Regions from separate parts of the Rattus norvegicus genome. Here region 1 is linked to region 2. Evidence: chromatin contacts called from public Hi-C data. All regions are on one chromosome and are shown on one strand. The core of a region is the stretch at or near the end of the contact, and the rest is flanking DNA. Distances in the headings are between cores, read along the strand shown. Region 1 overlaps Maml3 (mastermind-like transcriptional coactivator 3). Region 2 overlaps Maml3 (mastermind-like transcriptional coactivator 3).

Region 1 (5,911 bases), core at 3,334-5,833, 75 kb before region 2:
CTAGGTGGGCAGGATTAAATCAGAGGGAAGTCTGAGTCCAGCGTTTGTAAGAAAGCTCTTTCATTACTCTAGAATTTGGCTTATCTTTCATAATCCTCTCTCTGAATACTGGAGTGTTCAGTAAAGTGTCCTCCACATATGGCCAGGTAGCTGGTATCCATACAAACAAGTTAGAAAAAACCCCTCAAAGTGGAGCCAGCCTTGCCCACATAGCCATCTAAATGACTGTCGGCATCATACCTGTCCTCCCTCAGCCAAAGCTGACCAGGGAATGGGATGAGAGTCTATGATTCCTCTGAGTTGGCAAGAAGCTGCTGAGGGACCAACATGCCTCCCATCCCAAGATTCACGTAAGCTGCCTGTGGTTCTTCTCTGCTTCCTCTCTCTCATACCTCCTGTGGTCACTGAAGGTACAGTGAGCCTCCTCTTCCCTCAGTGGCCCCCACACTGCAGGGAGTCTGAGCCGCAGCCCCTAAGTTCTCTCCACCTGCGTAGCCTAGAGCACCCACTGCTGTCCTTGGCCACCAAGACTTCTCTCTGCCGCCCTGGTATAACCAGATGCCAACTGAGCCAGAAATTATTTTCCCAGATGTTCATAAATTCCCCCCGTTTAGTGGCAATTTCATTTTGCCTCCCATTTTAGCTGGTGTTTACCTGTTTGATTTTGGTTTGTGGCAGTGCTAAGAACGATAGCCAAAACCTTGTTCGTGCTAGACGAACACTGTATCGCCGACCTCAAGTCCTCCAGCGTGTTTCCTGGGAGTAGCACAGGATAAAGGATAGAGAGAATGTGAAATGGGAAGGGGCTGGGACAGATTCCTCCTCCACGGGCAGGTCAAATGGTTTCATACAGCGGGTACTTAATAAGCACCACACACATGCAACATACTACATGAGTTCCAACTTGATACAGTTCACACGTGTAGTCATGTGTTTCAGATTTTTAAAAAACATCAAAGAATGTGACCTTAGGATAGAGAATGTGACCTGAAGCTAAGAGATCCAATTATGAAGTCTACTCCAATACCAGTCTATAACGATAGCTGACAACTTTGAGTCTGTGTTGCATTCTAAGTTCCTTCCATGCACTGTATTATTAGATGCCCCAGCTCACGGACGTGGGCTCACGGACGTGGGCTTCATGATGGGTAGAAGACTGTTTTGTGGTGATTTCTCCAGCTCCTATTGATATTCAATGGTTTTTGATCATTTTCCTATTCTAAAAATCCTATCAAATAAATCCATTCCGACGAGTCCAGCTTTTTCTAGTGTAATGGGAGCAGTGACGGCACAGCCTCAGTGACAAGAGAAATCGTCATCACCGAGGTCACTCTTGCTTAAATATAAACTGTCACACGCTGTGTGCCAGATACTTAGTAAATGCTGGGGACAGAAAATGGAGATTTTTCCCTAACTTCATGCCTTTATCAGTAACCACAGAAACAGACAGCAGTAACCAAGCATGCAGACACATGGTCATAGTCCCTCCAAAAATCTGTGCTGTGGAGAAATAACTGTGAATTCTAATAAACAGCGGAGGAAGATGGGCTCTGACCAGAAGGGCTTCTCCGAGACCTGGATCACCAGAGTGGCTGGAAAGTCCAGCGGCTGCAAGATCACATGGGGACCTGCAGGAATTACAAGTGACTGGTTCACTCAGACCCACTCAGCCAGACACACAGCCCTGGTGACTGGCCAGCTTTGTTTCTTGAAGTCTGAGAAATCTGTTTTACCTCCATTTTTTCTTTGTGGACATGTGGCGTAGGAGTATGTATGTTCTGAGTGTACTCACGCATGCATACACGGTGCACATAGAGCCCGGACGTTGACCTCGGGTGTCTTCATCCATCAATCCCCACTTTATTGACTGAGGCAGAGTCGGACACTGAACCCAGAGCTTTGCTGGCTGAGCTGGTTATTTAGCAAGTTAGCTTACCCCAGGGATCCCTTGTCTCCTCAGTAGGACTTTGTCATTACAGGCTGCCAAACCCTCTGGCTTTTTTGTGGGTGCTAGGGATCTGAACTCTGGTCCCTGGTTTGTGTGGAAAGTGCTTTCTCCATGGAGCCATATCTCCAGTTCCTCGTTCTGTACTTTATCCCCTGGGGTTTTCAAGATGGACCCTCGCTCTGTATTCCAGGCTGGCCTTAAACTCCTGGCAATCCTCCTGCTTTGGCTGTCCTCCTGAGGTTACAGGCATGGGCCGCCATACCTGTTTCTGTTTGTGTGTTTGCTTTTTAATGTTTTTATTTTTTGTTATTAACACACAGTGATTGAGCATACATACAGGGTACAGTGTGACATTTCAGTACATGCATACAATATATAATGATTCATTCAGGGTGACTGTCATATTTGTCACTTCAGACAAAGGTCACCTCCTTCTCTGGGGAAGAGCTAGAATCCTTTGTGTCAGCCATTTTGAAATTTTATGGAATGGCTGTCAGTTGGTGTTGTACCACAGTGCTACAGAATGTTTAAAGTAACTTCCTCCTGAAGGACCCTCCTGAAGTGATACTTCTGCTGACGTTAACATCTTCTCCCGTCCCTCCTGCTCCCCATCCCAGGCTCAAGTAGCCATTATTCTACTCTCTACCTCTGAGAGAGCAACTCCTTAGCTTCTGTGCATGGGCGAACACGATGCCGTTCTATTCCTGACTTACTACTATGAGTGACAGAAGTGTACATTATACAACAAGGCAACATGCCATTACTGCTCGATAAGATAGTGTCGTGCAGTATTTTGCTGTAAGACAGTAAGACAGCTATGAGATTGGGATGGACTCTGAAGTTTGGGAACCAGTGCTCAAATCTCAAAGGTGGTGTGGGGATGGGCTGAGGCGAAGGTGGTGACTAAAATATATAGTGTCGTGATGACCTAGGGCTTGAAGGGACATAATCATATGCAGGGGAAAGTGAGCTGGGGTGAAGCCGGAAAATAGTCTGGGGTCACATCACTTCAAGGATTCTACCCGCCATGCTAACAGTGAAGAGAAGCCACCGAAGACCTACAGGCAGGCTGTTGTGGTGTGGCTATATTTGCATTTTGAAAACCTCCATCTGACCACACAGTTGGTGGAGGGGAGTGGACGTGGAGAGACTAATTTGGATGCAACTTTAGTCCTATAATTTGAAGGCTGGGAGAACGGGTGAGAAGAAATGGAGAGACAGGAGAAAGTGAATAGAATTCAGTACAATAGACACCAAGCCCTGAAGGCCCACAGAAAGGGCTTTGCGGATATTGGAAAATGGAGCCTGAGGGAGAGCCATATATTGGTTGGAGTCCAGATTCCTGGCTTGAAAAACCAGAGTGACATTGATGGCCCCAGGCCCTGAGAGAGTAGAGGACACTGCATTTGAATCCTAGGAAGTAGGTGGCGCCGTTGAGCTATGAGCTGGACCTTGGTAGAAATTGCAGGTAAAGGGCAGGAGAAAATTTATTATCAACGATGAGATATAGTGACATGAAACAAAAGATGGAGACAGAAATGAGCTCTTCGGTGTCTGTCTCCTGGTTTGTTTTCATGCGTTCGTTCGTTCGTTCATTCATTCTACCTATCATGTTCCCCCTAGGCCATGAAACCACTCAAAGGATAGAGTAGACTATTAGGAGTGAGAAAGACCAGGCACTGCAGATTTTTAATACCAAGATAACGGTTTCCGGAAGACAGTCGGAGGGATCTCATGGTTGGGGTCTGACCTAGCATGATCCTGCAGTATCATACACGTGCAAGGAACTAGAAAGAAGGAGACAGGCCCAGGAACTCTAAGGCTACAGAGGGTAAGGTTAGCGTCTGGGGCGAGAAAGCAGTTGTGCGTTTCTCCTTTCCGTGCGCCCCGACATTGTGGCTGCTTATAGTCCGGGACTGGGAAAAGATAAAGCTTAGGGGAACAGAAACTAGGTCTTTTCCTCATTTTCAGCTTTCCAACCAAGCAGAGGCTGGCCATTTTCAACAGATACTACTGCCAATTAGAGGCAAAAGACCCGCACAAAGTAGGCTCCCAAGATCTAGCCAGTTGAATTGAGCCAATACCATAGGCTTCCTGGGCCCCCGAGAAGGTGCAACGTGTCACAGGTCCTCAAGGAGAAAAGGGCTGGCAGGGAGGACCCCTGCATGAGAATTAAGACCTCCGTGACCCCCATCTGTTCCTCCTCTCCTCTCCCTCCTCCCCTGCTGCCATGGAGACCAGTCTGGAATGGCAGTAAGCCTTATGCCCCAGAGAAAACAATACTGTGTTTGAAGAGTGGAAGTTGGCCTCTAAGCTCAGGCTCTGCCGCCCATCCCCCACTGCCCAGGATTCTTACAAAAGGCAGCTTTTTGCCAGAGGGTCAGAGCTCTGCTGTCCATCGATCTGCGTCCACTTTGTCCCTCGCTACTTTCCACTTGTTCATTTTTGAACTCACACCACACAGCCCGAGTGTCATGGGTCTGTTTAGTCGGAGAGGCGCAGATGTGACCGCGTCCCTTCTGCTCCATGGCACGGAGCATCCCGCACCTCTCCTTTTTGTGTCTTTGAACCGCTGCTGTTGACTCACCGGGCTGGAGCGGTTGAGCTGGGCTGAATTAGTAACAATGCAATCAACATTTCTATTTTTATCTCTGCTCTCTCCCCTCCCCACTGACTCACCATTCTCAGTCTCTCGGAGCCCGGGACCTTAAAAGACTTGCAATGGATCCAGGGTGAATATCTGCACAGATGTGTTGTTTCTGCCATTCTAAGCCATGAGTGGCTTTCCTTTTTTTCCTAATGCACAGGGCCCACGTGTCAGTCGTGTTATTTATTACCGTTCACTGCCATCTTCTTTGTGGCTGTGTTACATCTCAAGCTGCTTTTACCTCCTGAGGTCTAAGATAAATAGCGGACAAGGGAGGAGCCTGGATCTGATTTCTGAAACCCATCTTCAGAGAAGACTTCAGTACTGAGCTGAAACTTTTAACTTTTCCCAGTTGAATTCAGGAAGCCTGACCTGGATCTACAGAAGGCAAAAACTAAATACAGTGTAGTAGTCGTCCCTTAAAAACAAGCAAACAAACGAAAAACCCACCCCGACGACGAAGGATCTTTTTTTCCTGCTTCGATCTCTACATGTTGATATATATTTTTAATTTTATAAACATAAACATACTAAGTGCTTGGAATTCTGAAGCCTTTGATTTGAGTCCCAACCTGCGATTGGTTATTCTTTATAGTCTCCAGCTGATAATTTAATTTCTATTTTTAAGATTTGTTTTTTTAAATTTTATGATCATTTCTGCCTGAATGTAGGCTTCATGTGTGTGCAGGTTCCCATAGAAACCAGAAGAGGGCACTAGATTCCCCCCAGAACTGGATTTACAATGATTGTGAGCTGCCCAGTGTGGGTACTGGGAACCAAACCTGGGAATTAATTTCCCAAGAGAAATGCGCTCTCCGCTGAGCCATCTCTACAACCCTAAATATGTCATTTCTCTGTGACTTAATTTTCTGTTTTGTAAAATGGAGTTTAACCGCTTGAACAATAACTACATATCCTGTAGATTTGTTTCAAGGATTTAAAAATAATCTAAAGAAAAGGCTCTAAAAAATCTAGTTTCCAAGAGGACCTTAAAACAAAGGCCAGCACATAATAATCTCTCAGAAAAAGTTGGGTATTTTCCTACATCAGGCCATGTCCACCTGTCTTAAGAAAAACGATCTTTAAAAGAATTCTCATGGGCCGGATTGGTGGCTCAGTAGTAAAGTGCTCGGGCATGGGGAAGCCACATAAGACACCAGAAGCTGTGAAATGTGCTTGTAATCAGTGTTGGGAAAGAGGAGATATCCTGGGACTCGATGATGGGCCAGCCTAGCCTACTTGATGAGCTGTAAGCCAGTGAGAAACCCAGTCTCAAGAAATCAGGTAGACAGTGCCTGAAGAATATCCAAGATGTT
Region 2 (5,414 bases), core at 1,127-3,626:
GGACCTGAGTTTGATACCCAGAGCCCACATTAAAAAGGTCTACATGGTATCACGAGACTGTAATCTGGGGATGCAGATACAGTCGGTTCACTGGGGCACACTAGCCAACCAGTGCAGCTGCCTTGCTGAGAACCAGACCGTTGAGAGACCTGTCTCAAAAGAGGAAAGTGGTGGTCCGTGATAAACACATGAGGTTGTCCTCCAGCCTCCATACATGCTAATCTACACACACACACATACACACACACACACTCAAGAGACAGACAGATAGATGGATGGACAGATATTGAACTCCCTGTAGAAATGCTGGATTGTTTGGTTACACTGGGGGACTCAGACAAAAGCATACGTACTCTTTAGGACTTTAAAGGAAGGGCTCATATATTTGCACGTCTTACCCGCCCTCTGCTCACCAAGATGCAGGAACTGAAATAGTGTTCACACTGAGTCACCAAGACAAGCTGTCGTCTGGGGCCAACAAATCAAAGTCAGGTTGTGTTTTGCCGACTTTCAAAATGGCTGCCAGCAGACTACCCTGTTAGAATTGAGACCCTTCTCCATTCCTCCCAGCCTAACTGCCCTTCTCACAATCTAAGGAGCTGACACTTCAAATTGCCCAATTCCCCAAGGAAGTTTAGACTGGTTTGGGGAGGAAGGGAAGTTCCATTGGAATCCCAGAAAGAAAGCATAGCCTTTTTTTTTTTAAAGTAACATTGCATCGAGCCAGACCTTAACATGATTTTGAGGACAAAGATGTAACTGTGTCCCCAGCTAGCATCTATTCTTGATCTTACCCCAGGCAAGTTCCTCTCCTATACTCCCCTGCCTCCAGTTTCAGTCATTCCCATGTATGTGTGTTGCTATCTTCTCTCTTCCCCCTGAGCTGAGTTCCTCTGAGAATCTTAGCCCCTCCTGGAATTAAGTCTCCCGTTAGACCATTTCCTTCTAGCCACTGTAGGCTGAATAAGAGGCATAGAGACTGCAAAGCCCAAGATGGGTCGTGTCTTCCCCTTTTATCCCAACCTCTGATCCTCAATTCCAAAGTGCCTCCCCCATCAGCCTCCAGACAGTAGAAAGGGATAGAAGCACATTCACAAAAGCCCGTGAGGACATAGAAGCTTAAGGTACTAGGCAATGTTGCTGGGGGGTTTCTTTGTCCTTAGCTCTGCAAAGACTCCATAGAGATCTCAATGCTCCCAGTGCTCTTAAAAGGTATCAGGCAAAATGGCTGGGGAGATAGCTCTGCGAGTAAAGGACTTACTGGTAAGCTGGGCAGAGCAGTGCACGACTGTAAACCCAACCCTAGAGAGACTGAGCAGAGATGGATAGAGGGCTTCCAGCCGTCCAGTCTCACCAGTCAACCGGCTCCAGGTTCAGTGGGGGACGCTGTCTTCAAAAGTGCAGAGTGGTAGCAGAAGACTCCAAACCCTTCCTGACCTGGACTATGAGGCACCATACACACACACACACACACACACACACACACACACACACACACACACCAGTTTTTTTAAGTATCAGGCATAAGACTGATAATGTGGACAAGGAATAAATATTACCTACAATGTTTGGGAGGGGGCATTATTATTGTTTTTCTTTTCCCTTTCCTTTTTTTCTTTCTTCTTCCCCTCCCTTCCTCCCTTCCTCCCTTCCTCCCTTCCTCCCTTCCTCCCTTCCTCCTCCTCCTCCTCCTTCTTCTCTCTCTCTCTCTCTCTCTCTCTCTCTCTCTCTCTCTCTCTCTCTCTCTGGTATTGAAGATAAAATCCAAGCCCTTGCTAGGTAATCACTGTATATCTAAACCCATATGTCCCACCCTCCATGTCTAAAGTGAAGATTTACAGCTGCTTGGAGGGGACAATCGCCTCCCACTTCTTGTGCCCTGTGCCCTGCTCCTTGTGCCCTGTGCCCCACTCCTGTCCCTCCATTCCTCTACCCTGAGTAGTTTTCCTCTGCGGTACATGTGGCATGACTTGGCGGTACATGAGGCATGGCTTTCCTAGGCCCTTTAGGTTTTGCTTTCCACTTGCTTGCTTCCTTCACTCCTCAGGAATCTTGTTAAGTATTCTGTAATATGTAAATAATTCTTAAACCAGACGCTGTGGCACAGGCTGTAATCCCAAAGAGTCACAAGTTCGAGATGCGCCAGAGCTGTATCTCAAGAGGGGGAAGAAACAAAATCGTGTTTAAGTTTGGGTTCCCCATACATTTGATGGCTAGCCCCTCTCTTCCTCCTTCAGAACAGAGTAGAAGAGGCTCATTCAGACAAGGGGAGGCTAGAGCTGCTGGCCCCTGGCTACCTTGAGAGGCACAGACAGCATGTGCCATATTAGAAGGGGAGGTGGAGAGGGGGGAGGGGGAAGCAAAACAAATTGGCTGGTGTCAGGCATCTGAGGAATTTTGTTCCTACTGAGGCCAGTGTGGGAAAGACCGATGTGGCAGGGGCCCTGAGAGCCTCAGAGAGATTTGTAGCTCCTCCCCTCGGAGTAGGAGACATGCCGGGCCCGCAGGTGCTGCATCCTTCTCTCAGGCAGGAAAATTTCAGTGTTATGAATGACAGACATTGCTTTACCCGACTGTCACCTGAAGAAGCGAAAGATTGTTTTCAAAGGGAAGTATTTCGTGTGTGTAACAGAAGACACCAGGCCTCCAGGTTAAAATACAAAACCAGCTCTTCCCTGGCGTCTCCTGCAGAATCTTTACTTCAGTAGGGGTTGTTAATCCCAGTGGCTTCGTGCAAATTTGCCATTTTGTTCGAATACTTTTTTAACCACCATGTCAAGTTTAGTTTTAAAAATTAGTGGAAGGGGTAGCACTATCCATTAAAAAAATAGAGCATACCACATGCTAACTTAAGCATTATTTTTTATTTAACACAGTATTTCTATTGCGAGCAAGTTATAGCAGTAAGACTTTGCTGACTGTTTCTGTCTAAGCGTGAACTTTCGCCTAAAATAGTTACTGTGTTTGCTACGAAGACTGCTTATTAAAACCCAAATTGGGCGACCCCCAAACTTTCACTCTGCCTTGTCCGGCTTTTCTAGACATTGACTGAAGTGCTCAGCAGGAAGGGGAAAGTTGGGGAGCCAAGTGAAAGGGGCACAAAATTAAAAGTTGCCCTCCTCTAGAAGTAGTTTTGATCTTATTTTCTGTTGTTTTCTGGCTTCCTTTCATCCCCAGAAAATAGGGGATCTGACAGTTCTCAGGACACTGCTCAATATTTCTAAAGCCAAAGCATGTGGTGTACTAAGGTTATACTTACACACATTAAATTCTTATCTCGTGTGTGTGTGTGTGTGTGTGTGTGTGTGTGTGTGTGTGTGTGTGCATAAATGTGTGGTATGTGTGGGTTTAGGTATATATGTTTGTGTACACATGTCTGTGTGTGTGTGTATGTGTGTAGGTCCACATGCACTACTGTGTGTGCATATCGAGAGCCATAGTTGACATGAAAGGTCTTCCTTGATCACTGTCCACATTTTAAAAATGTCTTTGTACAAGATTTTATTGAACCTCTTTACAGAACAGCCTCCAGCCTCCAGATGCATCTACCAAGACCCCGTTACGCTGTAGGCACTGGCCGGGGCATGGCAGGTGGCTCTGGATTCCTATCCTTCTGTTCTGAGATGGGTGGTGGGAAAGATTTCGTCTTCTCCATTACAAACTCCTAGGAGGGCTTGCTGTGTGAAAGGCCTGCTATGGTGTGCTTTGGTTTGTTATGGAGAATGGGACCAAGAGCTCTGTGGTTATGGTGTCTGGGAATCTCTGAGACTGATGGCCAAGCCTGAGAAGTCTATGATGGTCTGATGACCCACAATGGAGATGCTGTTAACAACTGCCTTGACACTTTCCACAGTTTACACAGTTTTTCATTTAGGCAGAGTCTCCCAGGTGAACCAGAGCTTGGCAATCCGACCAGCCAGCTAGTCAGCAAAGTGGCTGGCCAGCTTGCTCTGGGGTCCCATCTGCACCCCTCTTGTTGCTAGAATTGCCAATGGACCACCATGCCTACCAAGCATTTATATGGATGCTGGGGACTCTTAACTCTAGGCGTTGTGCTTACACGGCAAATGCTGGAACCCTTGAGCTATCTCCCCACCCCGTGCAATGAGCTATTTAAGACTGGGAAGCTCAGGACACACAAGAGTCATCTTGTCTACCTTTCTGTTTTATGTGTTTAGTTTTGAGACAGGACCTCAGTCTATAACACAGACTGGCCTCAAACTGATGATCCTCCTGCCTCACCTCTCTGAGTTCCAGGATTGCAGGCATGCAGCTCCCTCAGTCTATACTTGATGTGTAGGCAAGGTTTATCTCTGTCAGATATGATGCAGCCCAGTGGACCAGAACGTGGACTTTGCATGAGATGAAGAGGCTGCAGAGTGCTACGGGATAATACCTAGCAAGTACCTCGACTCCATCCTCAGTTTCCACAGGGAGAAACCAGACTCACTTCACTGGTTGACTGGACGGAGTTATCTCCCCATCCTCCCTGCCGGTTTTCCTCGTCCCACAGCCCCAGTCTAATCTCTGCTCTATCTGATACCTGGTTAGGCTGATGCCTTTATCACCTGAGAGCCTACTCCAGCTCCTGTTGTCCCCTGGTCACATCTGACGTCTTGCCTGTGTCTAGGCCTGTCTCTTGCTATTCATTCTCCCCAATATACTGGCACAGATGGATTCCCCCACACCCAGGCAAACTCTTCATCCTTTGCCTTCCAATGGTGGGGTTCCTTCTCTTCTCCACTCAATAGAATCTACAAGTCCATCTAGACTCCCAGTCAAATCCTCTTTCACCCTTGAACCTGCTGTCAAGTAGGAGCAGAGAACTTTCGGTCTTAGACCAAGTCAGCTAGCCCTTGAGTTCAGTGTCCTGCACATCCACCCAGCTTGTTTCTCCTTCACCATGCAGGAGCTCAGTAGGAAACTAATTGAGGTCAACATTCCTTCTCAAACTGCTTCTTGGTCCCATTTTGTCCCTAAGTCTCACAGTTAAGAAAATAGCTGGGCCACTTTTATTTTTTAGATCTACCATATAGATATTTATAAAATGAATACAAAATGTTATTAGGGCTAAGAAAGGGTGAGAAAAATAAATCAATCTCTCTCTCTCTCTCTCTCTCTCTCTCTCTCTCTCTCTCTCTGCCAGGGCACATAGAAAGAATATTAGTTAAGAGCTGGAAAGATGACCCAGTGTGCAAAATGTTTGCCTTGCATGCACAAAGACCTGAGTTGAGTCCCCAGAACTCAACTAATATCCATAAAAGGCTGATAGGGGGTGCACATCAGGAGCTACATAAACACTGCTGGGGATGGGCCAGCAGGTGATTGGCCACACAAGAGCATACAACCTGTGGGTGATGCCTAGAACCTGTATAAAAATTTTAAATAGAGCACTAACCCTACAAAGTTGTCCA

Evidence for each region. Hi-C and Micro-C count contacts between places; a contact is called where the count stands out from the background.
Region 1: a contact with region 2 is called in a Hi-C map of the A7r5 cell line, with 4 times the contacts expected there. The contact joins two enhancer-like sites. A contact is called at or near these places in 11 of 12 Hi-C or Micro-C datasets (the A7r5 cell line, the Rat2 cell line, Schwann cells and 7 more).

The regions. Positions count from the first base shown.
Region 1 is chr2:137,969,888-137,975,798 of GRCr8, reverse strand. All of the region lies in intron 2 of Maml3 (mastermind-like transcriptional coactivator 3), which reads left to right. Among named protein-coding and RNA genes, the nearest start is that of Mgst2, 130 kb to the right of the region's middle. Within about 2 kb of position 4,583, at least 55 of the 93 cell types and tissues checked have an H3K27ac peak or open chromatin away from gene starts, as enhancers often do. A contact at or near this core is called in the A7r5 cell line, where this site is marked.
Region 2 is chr2:137,892,808-137,898,221 of GRCr8, reverse strand. All of the region lies in intron 2 of Maml3 (mastermind-like transcriptional coactivator 3), which reads left to right. Among named protein-coding and RNA genes, the nearest start is that of Mgst2, 51 kb to the right of the region's middle. Within about 2 kb of position 2,376, at least 1 of the 93 cell types and tissues checked has an H3K27ac peak or open chromatin away from gene starts, as enhancers often do. A contact at or near this core is called in the A7r5 cell line, where this site is marked.